Regions from separate parts of the Pan troglodytes genome. Here region 1 is linked to region 2. The links are chromatin contacts, called in public HiChIP or PLAC-seq maps. All regions are on one chromosome and are shown on one strand. Each heading gives the region's core, a stretch centred on a gene start, on an enhancer-like site or on the middle of the called end of the contact. The rest is flanking DNA. Distances are from core to core; before and after follow the strand shown. Region 1 holds the start of FAAH (fatty acid amide hydrolase). Region 2 holds the start of EFCAB14 (EF-hand calcium binding domain 14).

The links. HiChIP or PLAC-seq counts read pairs in DNA pulled down with a chosen protein or histone mark.
Region 1: a contact with region 2 is called in an H3K4me3 HiChIP or PLAC-seq map of stem cell-derived excitatory neurons, with 5 times the contacts expected there. The contact joins the promoter of FAAH here to the promoter of EFCAB14 in region 2. A contact is called at or near these places in 1 of 7 Hi-C or Micro-C datasets (stem cell-derived neural progenitor cells) and 1 of 1 datasets of contacts at active chromatin or transcription factors (stem cell-derived excitatory neurons).

Annotation. Positions count from the first base shown.
Region 1 is chr1:184,565,403-184,568,958 of NHGRI_mPanTro3-v2.0_pri, reverse strand. FAAH (fatty acid amide hydrolase) reads left to right here and starts at 1,658. Exons shown (of 15, transcript XM_001161208.4): 1 at 1,658-1,927. The coding sequence starts at 1,733. All of the region lies in intron 7 of NSUN4 (NOP2/Sun RNA methyltransferase 4), which reads left to right.
Region 2 is chr1:184,241,036-184,244,678 of NHGRI_mPanTro3-v2.0_pri, reverse strand. EFCAB14 (EF-hand calcium binding domain 14) reads right to left here and starts at 1,766. Exons shown (of 9, transcript XM_016962440.4): 1 at 494-1,766. The coding sequence starts at 678.

The sequences.
Region 1 (3,556 bases), core at 409-2,908, 320 kb before region 2:
ACTTTTTCTTCCCCAGAAGAAAGGAAAGGGGAATTCTGAATATTTTTCTTACTACCGGAGGTTTGTGTGAGGTTTTTGATCCCCTGAAATTTGTGGAAGGCTCAACGCCTCAAACCAGGGGGTATCTTGCCTTGCCTGACCTGGAAGGCTCAACCCCTCAAACCAGGGGGTGTTTTGCCTTGCTGCCCTGGAAGGCTCAACCCCTCAAACTAGGAGGTGTCTTGCCTTGCTGCCCTGGAAGGCTCAACCCCTCAAACCAGTGGGTGTCTTGCCTTGCTTTCCTGGAAGCCTCAACCCCTTAAACCAGGGGGTGTCTTGTCTTGCTGCCCTGGAAGGTTGACCTGTTTCCTCCCTTTCCCCCTCTGAAGGTCCTTTGCAGACTTCCCACTCGTGTTGTCCTCTCTGGCTGCTCCCCCGAGGGAGAATTAGGCCCCCCTCAGCATTGGCATTCCGGTAGAAATCCCACCGCAGGATCCTCCCTAAGCCATATGAGGTAGCTACGGAAACGTGGAGAGGACCCACTCACTCCGTCCAGCAGTAGGACTTGCCATCATCCACACGAACAACACCACAGGTAGGGTTGTTTGTGATCATTCACACACACACACACATTTAGCCCTCCAGAATTTGACCACCAAGGAAGTACCTTACCGGCTCCCTCGGCTTCTTCCTTTGTCTGTGCACAGAGTTGTCTCTGCAGTGTGTGAGGATGCTTTACCCTAGGTTGCCTGCTGGTTTCTTTTCGCATTGCTGAGAGCTCAGGTTATTTCTTGCACTGGGTGAGTCCTGATTTCTCACCCCTGAGGCCATCACAAGAGGGTGGGGCATACTTCCTCAGGAGAGAGAACCAGAGACTGCCCCTGAAGGGGAATGTAATCACGAGCAAGCCCCCAAATTGTTATAAATAAAGTTTCCCCCCAGTGACGCAAAAGAAATAGCATTCGAATATAAAATTTTCTTTTTTTTCTTCTCAGCAAGGCAATTTACTTCTATAGAAGGGTGCGCCCTCACAGACGGAGCAAAGGTGAGCGCACACCTGGACAAGGGAGGGGAAGGTGGTTCTTATGCCTGACCCACGTGATTCCTGATGCTGTGTCCTTCCCCTGTTGGCTAGGGTTAGACCTATAGGCTAAACTAATTCCGATTGGCTAATTTAAAGACAGTGAGGGGGTGAGTGGTTTGGCGGGAAAAATGGTTACCGCAGAGCAGGAAATCGGAATGAACCACGGTGAAGAATGAGTGAGGGAGGAGCAGGTAATCGAAAAATGTTGCTTTATGAGGAAGTTAAGTTTAAAAGTAGAAGGCAAAGAATTGAAGATACTGACATATTGATTCTTTTAAGATAAATTTAGAACTCATATCTAACAGCTGGCATGTCTGGCATGGGGCTCCGGCTGGGGCGCAGTCTTCAGCATTTGGGGCTCTGGGGTGCAGGGGGCAGAGGCCGGCCGGGGCTGTGGTGCCCAACCGGTGCTAAACTCAAGCTTGGGAGGTCGCCCACGCGAAACAGTCGCCCTTCCCCACCCGCCTGCTCGGCTTGGCGGGGAGCGGGATGTCGCTGGGGGCGATGCCAGGCGGGCCGCCTCTGATAGCCTCTAGGCTCTGGCGCGCTTCCCCGCGCCGGCGGGCGTGGGATCCCGGCTGATCCAGTCCGGGTTTTGCGGCGGAGCGGGCGGGCTGCGCGTGCGGCGGCTTCAAATGTCGCGGTAGGCAGCAGCAGGCTGAAGGGATCATGGTGCAGTACGAGCTGTGGGCCGCGCTGCCTGGGGCCTCCGGGGTCGCTCTGGCCTGCTGCTTCGTGGCGGCGGCCGTGGCCCTGCGCTGGTCCGGGCGCCGGACGGCGCGGGGCGCGGTGGTCCGGGCGCGACAGAGGCAGCAAGCGGGCCTGGAGAACATGGACAGGGCGGCGCAGCGCTTCCGGCTCCAGGTGACTGCCGGAGCGTAATGGGATGGGCGCGGCCTGAGGGTACTCGCAGCGGCACTTTCAGCCGCCGGACCCGCCGAGGGACAGGGGATGGGGCGGGCAGAGCAGATGTGTAACTCTCCAGAATCTCTCCTTGCCCTAAGATATTCCGCACTTTCTGAGCCAGGTAGAGCACGGGGGAAGAAAGGAAACGGTAGTGTCAAGGCAGGTGGTGGAAGGCCTTTCCCTCACTGGGTCAAAGAGGAGTTTTGCTTTGTGCCAAAGAATCTCAGGATTGCTGCCTATTGGAATGCGAAAACGCAAGCGTGACAACCAGTGGGATGCCAGGGGTTGAGGACTTTGGAATCGCAGAGTGTAATGGCCAAGGGGATCTGGAGAGCTTAGAGTTTTTGGGTTTTTTTGTTTTTTTTTTTTTTTGAGACGGAGTCTCGCTCTGACTCCCAGGCAAGAGTGCAGTGGTGCGATCTCGGCTCACTGCAACCTCCGCCTCCCGGGTGCAAGCGATTCTTGCTGCCTCAGCATCCCCAGTAGCTGGGATTACAGGGGCCCGCCACTACGCCTGGCTAATTTTTGCATTTTTAGTAGAGACTGGGTTTCACCATGTTGGCCAGGCTGATCTCAAACGCCTGACCTCAGTTGATACACCTGCCTCGGCCTCCCAAAGTGCTGGGCGTGAGCCACCGCGCCTGGCCGAGTTCAAGCTTCTTGATTTGTGCATTTGGATCCTAAGAGGGAGCCAGAAAGAAACCTGCCAAGTGCACAGGGAGATCTTGGCAAAGCCAGGCTAGAAGGGAAGTCTCTCTGGCTCCTGCTGTGGTGTCCAACCCCTGGCAAGCCCTTTCCATGAGCAGGTTTAGTTCCAGCCCTCCGTGGGTGGTCTGTCAACAAGCTTTTCTTCTCCCTGCGCTGCCTTTGGATCACCTCAGTATGTGGGTTTGGAGGCGTGGAAGGGCCTGGCTGAGGGTTTGGAAGACGTGGCTTGAAGAGGGGCTTTTCCTCTGGGTGTGTGAAACACTGACCCCAGTTAAAGCCTTCTTATGTGCTGAGAGAGGGAGGGCTTGCTGTATCTGTGGGACCTGACAGGTGGGAAGGCTTTCCAGGTTGGGAACCGCAGGATTCAAGAGGGTGTGCCTGGGTGGGAGACAGAAAGAGTCACAGAAAATTGTGTTCAGCAGATGTTCCGCAAGTGATTTTTGAGTTGGGGCAGAGCTGGAACTAGAACCTAGGTGCCCGCTGCACTCTTCAGCCACACTTTCATGGAGAGGAACAGGAGAGAGATATGAGGAAGGCACCTTGCATGCCAGCCCAGGGTGTAGCCTTGCATGTTGAAGGGGGCCAGCCCCTCCACACCTGTGGGTATTTCTCTCAGGTGGGACGAGAGACTGAGAAAAGAAATAAGACACAGAGACAAAGTATAGAGAAAGAACAGTGGGCCCAGGGGACCAGCGCTCAGTATAGGGAGGACCCGCGCCAGCACTGGTCTCTGAGTTCCGTCAGTATTTATTGATCACTATCTCTACCATCTCGGTGAGGGGGTTGTGGCAGGACTATAGGGTAATGGTGGGGAAAGGGTCAACAGGAAAACATGTGAGCAAAGGACTCTGTGTCATAAGTTTAAGGAAAGGTGCTGTG
Region 2 (3,643 bases), core at 517-3,016:
CCTCTTCTTTTGCCCCCCCACCCCACCTACTCTCAAGGCTCATACTTCCTACAGTATCTCTCTCACCATATTTCCCCACCACCAATATTCAGACTCATCAAGAGTGCAAAAACGAAATAATTTGCAGTCTTAAAGTCTCTGCTTCTCCTTTGTTCTACACTGTTTTAAAAAGTCTAGTCCCCAAAGCTTCTCTGCTCCTCTGTCTCCATTCTTTGCTTCTTTAGGACTCCCTGGGCTCTTGGCACATTCTCCAAGTCCACATTTCCACCTCAGATTTGGAGCTTTTCTTTCTACACCTAAAGACAGATCTCTAACTTATTCTTCATTCAGGATCTGAACTTACCTTCTCCCTAAAACCGTTTTTCCCTCTTTGACTTCCAAGGCCTACACCCTTTTTTCTTCCTAAGGACTTCCTTTCTCCTTCCTGTCAATGTGGCCCCTTGGTAGTGCAAGGAGATGCCTTCTTCCCATTCCACCTTTCACCACTACTCACTTGGCAAAGCGAGAGCGATTTCCAACCACACCGAATTCCTCTTCCTCTTCGGAGCTGGACTCAGAGTCTGAGTCGGGAGGCTCAGTGCGAAGCAGGCGGTGACTGCTTGGGCCTTTCTTGGGCTTCTTTCTCCGGCTGTCCCCAGCCAAACCAATCAATGCATTGAGCTCTTTGCGCTTTTTCATCTTTTTGTGTGGGGTGAGTGGAGCCCCGACTCCTGAGCTGCCAGGTTCGTACCCGACGCCCAATTCTCTTCCTGCCTTGGAGCTGCCTTCCAGGGTTGGGAATCCTGGGCCAGAGCCCCCTGGTCACTCCCACCTAGGGGTGGGACTGACCAGATCCGCCAGGGACTGGAGATTGGAGCCCAGAGGAAACTGGAACTCAGATGGGTGGGGGAAATCACATAGAAATGGCTAAGGAGCTGGTGACCCCAAAGGATAAGGCCTTGGGTGCAGAGTGTTAGTAGAGGGTGGAGAGGGACCTTTATCTCCCAAAGGGCGAAAAAAAAGCCAGGTCAAAAATGAAGGATTCTCAGCCCGGATAAGTAGGCAATACTTCTAAGGGTGCTCCAGGAGGTGAGGAAGGGCACGCTTAAAATACGTGTTTTGGACCTCCGGAGCAGGATTTCCAATGGAGAGGGAAGAGAAACTCGTTCTTGAATGGGAAGAGAGTGGGGAGGTGCAGAGTAAGAAAGTGGGAACGCGTCAGTCCCTTCCTTGCAGGAGAGGTGGCGGCAGGAGGGGGCTCCCAGCAGCTACAATCCAAACACTGCTTGGCCGCAGAGAAAATGCCCGGGCCAGGAAGCCGGCTGGGGTGTGTGATGATCACCGTTCTCCGGCCTCCGTCCTGAACGTGAAGGGGGCCCGAGGCCGAGGAAGATCCGGAGCCCGGCTCGAAGGGTCGGCCTGAGAGAAGCCAGTCCCGCGCCTGCTAGACCCCCGCCCCGCTGTCTGGGCCTTGGGGACACGGTGCCGCGGGCGACGGCGGCTCCGCCGACCGAAAGCGCTCCCGCCCGGAGTTTGAGGTCTCCGGCACGGGCAACTCTCGGCCACTCACACGCGCAGGCCCCACTCCAGCCGCGACTCCGGCCCCTGCTCCGGCTTCGGCCGCGGCTGCTCCCGACACGTTGTTGTTGGCGTTGGTGGTGGCGGCGGCGGCGGCGGCGGCCGCGAGCTCCAGCCCCGGGCCATCGCTCCAGCCCCAGATCACTTCCCCTTTGGCAGCGGCCGCCTGCGCCGCCTGCCAGTAAGCCGCACTCCCATTGGTCGCCCGCTGGGGTGACGTCACGCCGGGGCGAAAGTCGTGGCGGAGAGGTCGGGCGTTAAAGGGGCCCTGCCCCGGCTGGGGCTGGGTCCCACCTGCCGATTAGGGTGGCCCCGCCCCCAGGAGGGCTTCCGGGACCTGCTGCGAACCTGAGCCGGGTGGAGTCCTGCATCCTGCGGAGCGCGGGCGGGGCAGGCTAAGCGCCCGGCTGCTCGACCTACTTCGAAAGTTCATCAGCCGCCCAGGCCCCCTGGACTAACCAAGTCTGAAGGCTCCGCCTCTCTGACTCTCACACAGGCTGTTAAAAGTTTAGGCGCGTTTCAGATTAATTAACACATTCATTCAGTCAATAAATATTTATTGAGAGCTTACTTACTACGTGTCAGGAGCTGTTCTAGCGCTGGGGATACAGCCATGAACAAAATAACCAGGGTCCTTGTCTTCCTGTATAGTGTTGCCAGATTTAGCAAATAAAAATGTAGGACACCCAGTAAAGTTTGAATTTCAGAGAAACAGCAAACAATTTTTTAGCATTAAGACATCCCATGCAACATCTGGGACATCCTCACACTAAAAAATTATTCATTGTGTATGTGAAATGCAAGTTTAACTGAGCATCGTGTATCTTATCTGCCAATCTATTCCTGCAGTTTATTTATACTCTAGAGGGAGGAGAGCAACAATAGGCAAACATATTAAATGTCAGGAAGTGATAAGTGTTATGATGAAAATTGAAACACGGTCAGGTGATGGGGAGTGCCTCTGTGAAAAGGGAACATTTAGTCAGCTTATCGGAGGAGAGGTGAGGGAATGAGCTGTGCAGTGGCTACAGGAAGGAATGACCAGGAAGACCTGTTGTGGCTGGACCAGAAGAGCAAGGAGCAGAGTAATAGGAAATGAGGTCAGAGAAGCATGAGGCAAGGGCTTTAGGGCCTTATGGATCACTGAAAGGACTTTGGGAAAGCACTGGGGGCTTTAAGCTGAGAGGTAGCATACTCTGGCTTTTCCGTAAAAAAAAAAAAAAAAAATCACTCTGGGCCAGCGCGGTGGCTCACGCCTGTAATCCCAGCATTTTGGGAGGCTGAGGTGGGCGGATCACAAGGTCAGGAGATGGAGACCATCCTGGCCAATATGGTGAAACCCTGTCCCTATTAAAAATACAAAAATTACCTGGGCGTGGTGGTGCGCGCTTGTAATCCCAGCTACTTGGGAGGCTGAGGCAAGAGAATGGCTTGAAACCGGGAGGCGGAGGTTGCAACAAGCCGAGATTGCGCCACTGCACTTCAGTCTGGCAACAGAGCGAGACTCCGTCTCAAAAATAAATAAATAAATAAATAAAATAAAATAAAATAAAGGAAAAAATTACTCTGGCTACTTTGTAGAAAAAAGTGGGGGGAGAGTGAGGAACACAGGAGAGCAGTTTGTTACAGTCCAGCTAGAGATGATGCTGATAGATTAGAGAGGCAGTAGCAGAGATGGAGAGCATTCTGGATGTTTCTTGAAGACAGAGCTGACAATTTTTGCTGATAGATTAGATGAAAGGTGTGAAGAGAAGAGAGGGTTTGGGGGTGGAAACACTGGAAGCAAGGAATTGTTATTTATTGAGATGGGGTAGAGCAAGTTTGGGACAAGTTTGACAAGCCAATTCAATATTCAAATGGAGGCTGTTTGGTATACCCATTGAGAGTTCTCTGGGCACAGGTTGGGGCCTGAAATATCAATTGGGAAGTCATCAGATATAAATGGAATTTAAAGCAAAGTGCTTTGAGCTACTTGGAAGAAAGTCACTTAAAGTAATTTTTATGCCCATATTCTTACTGTGGCAATTACGCTGCTTTTGTCTAAGGATTCTCGCAAAGCCTGGGCCTGTATCTGATTTGTTTTTAA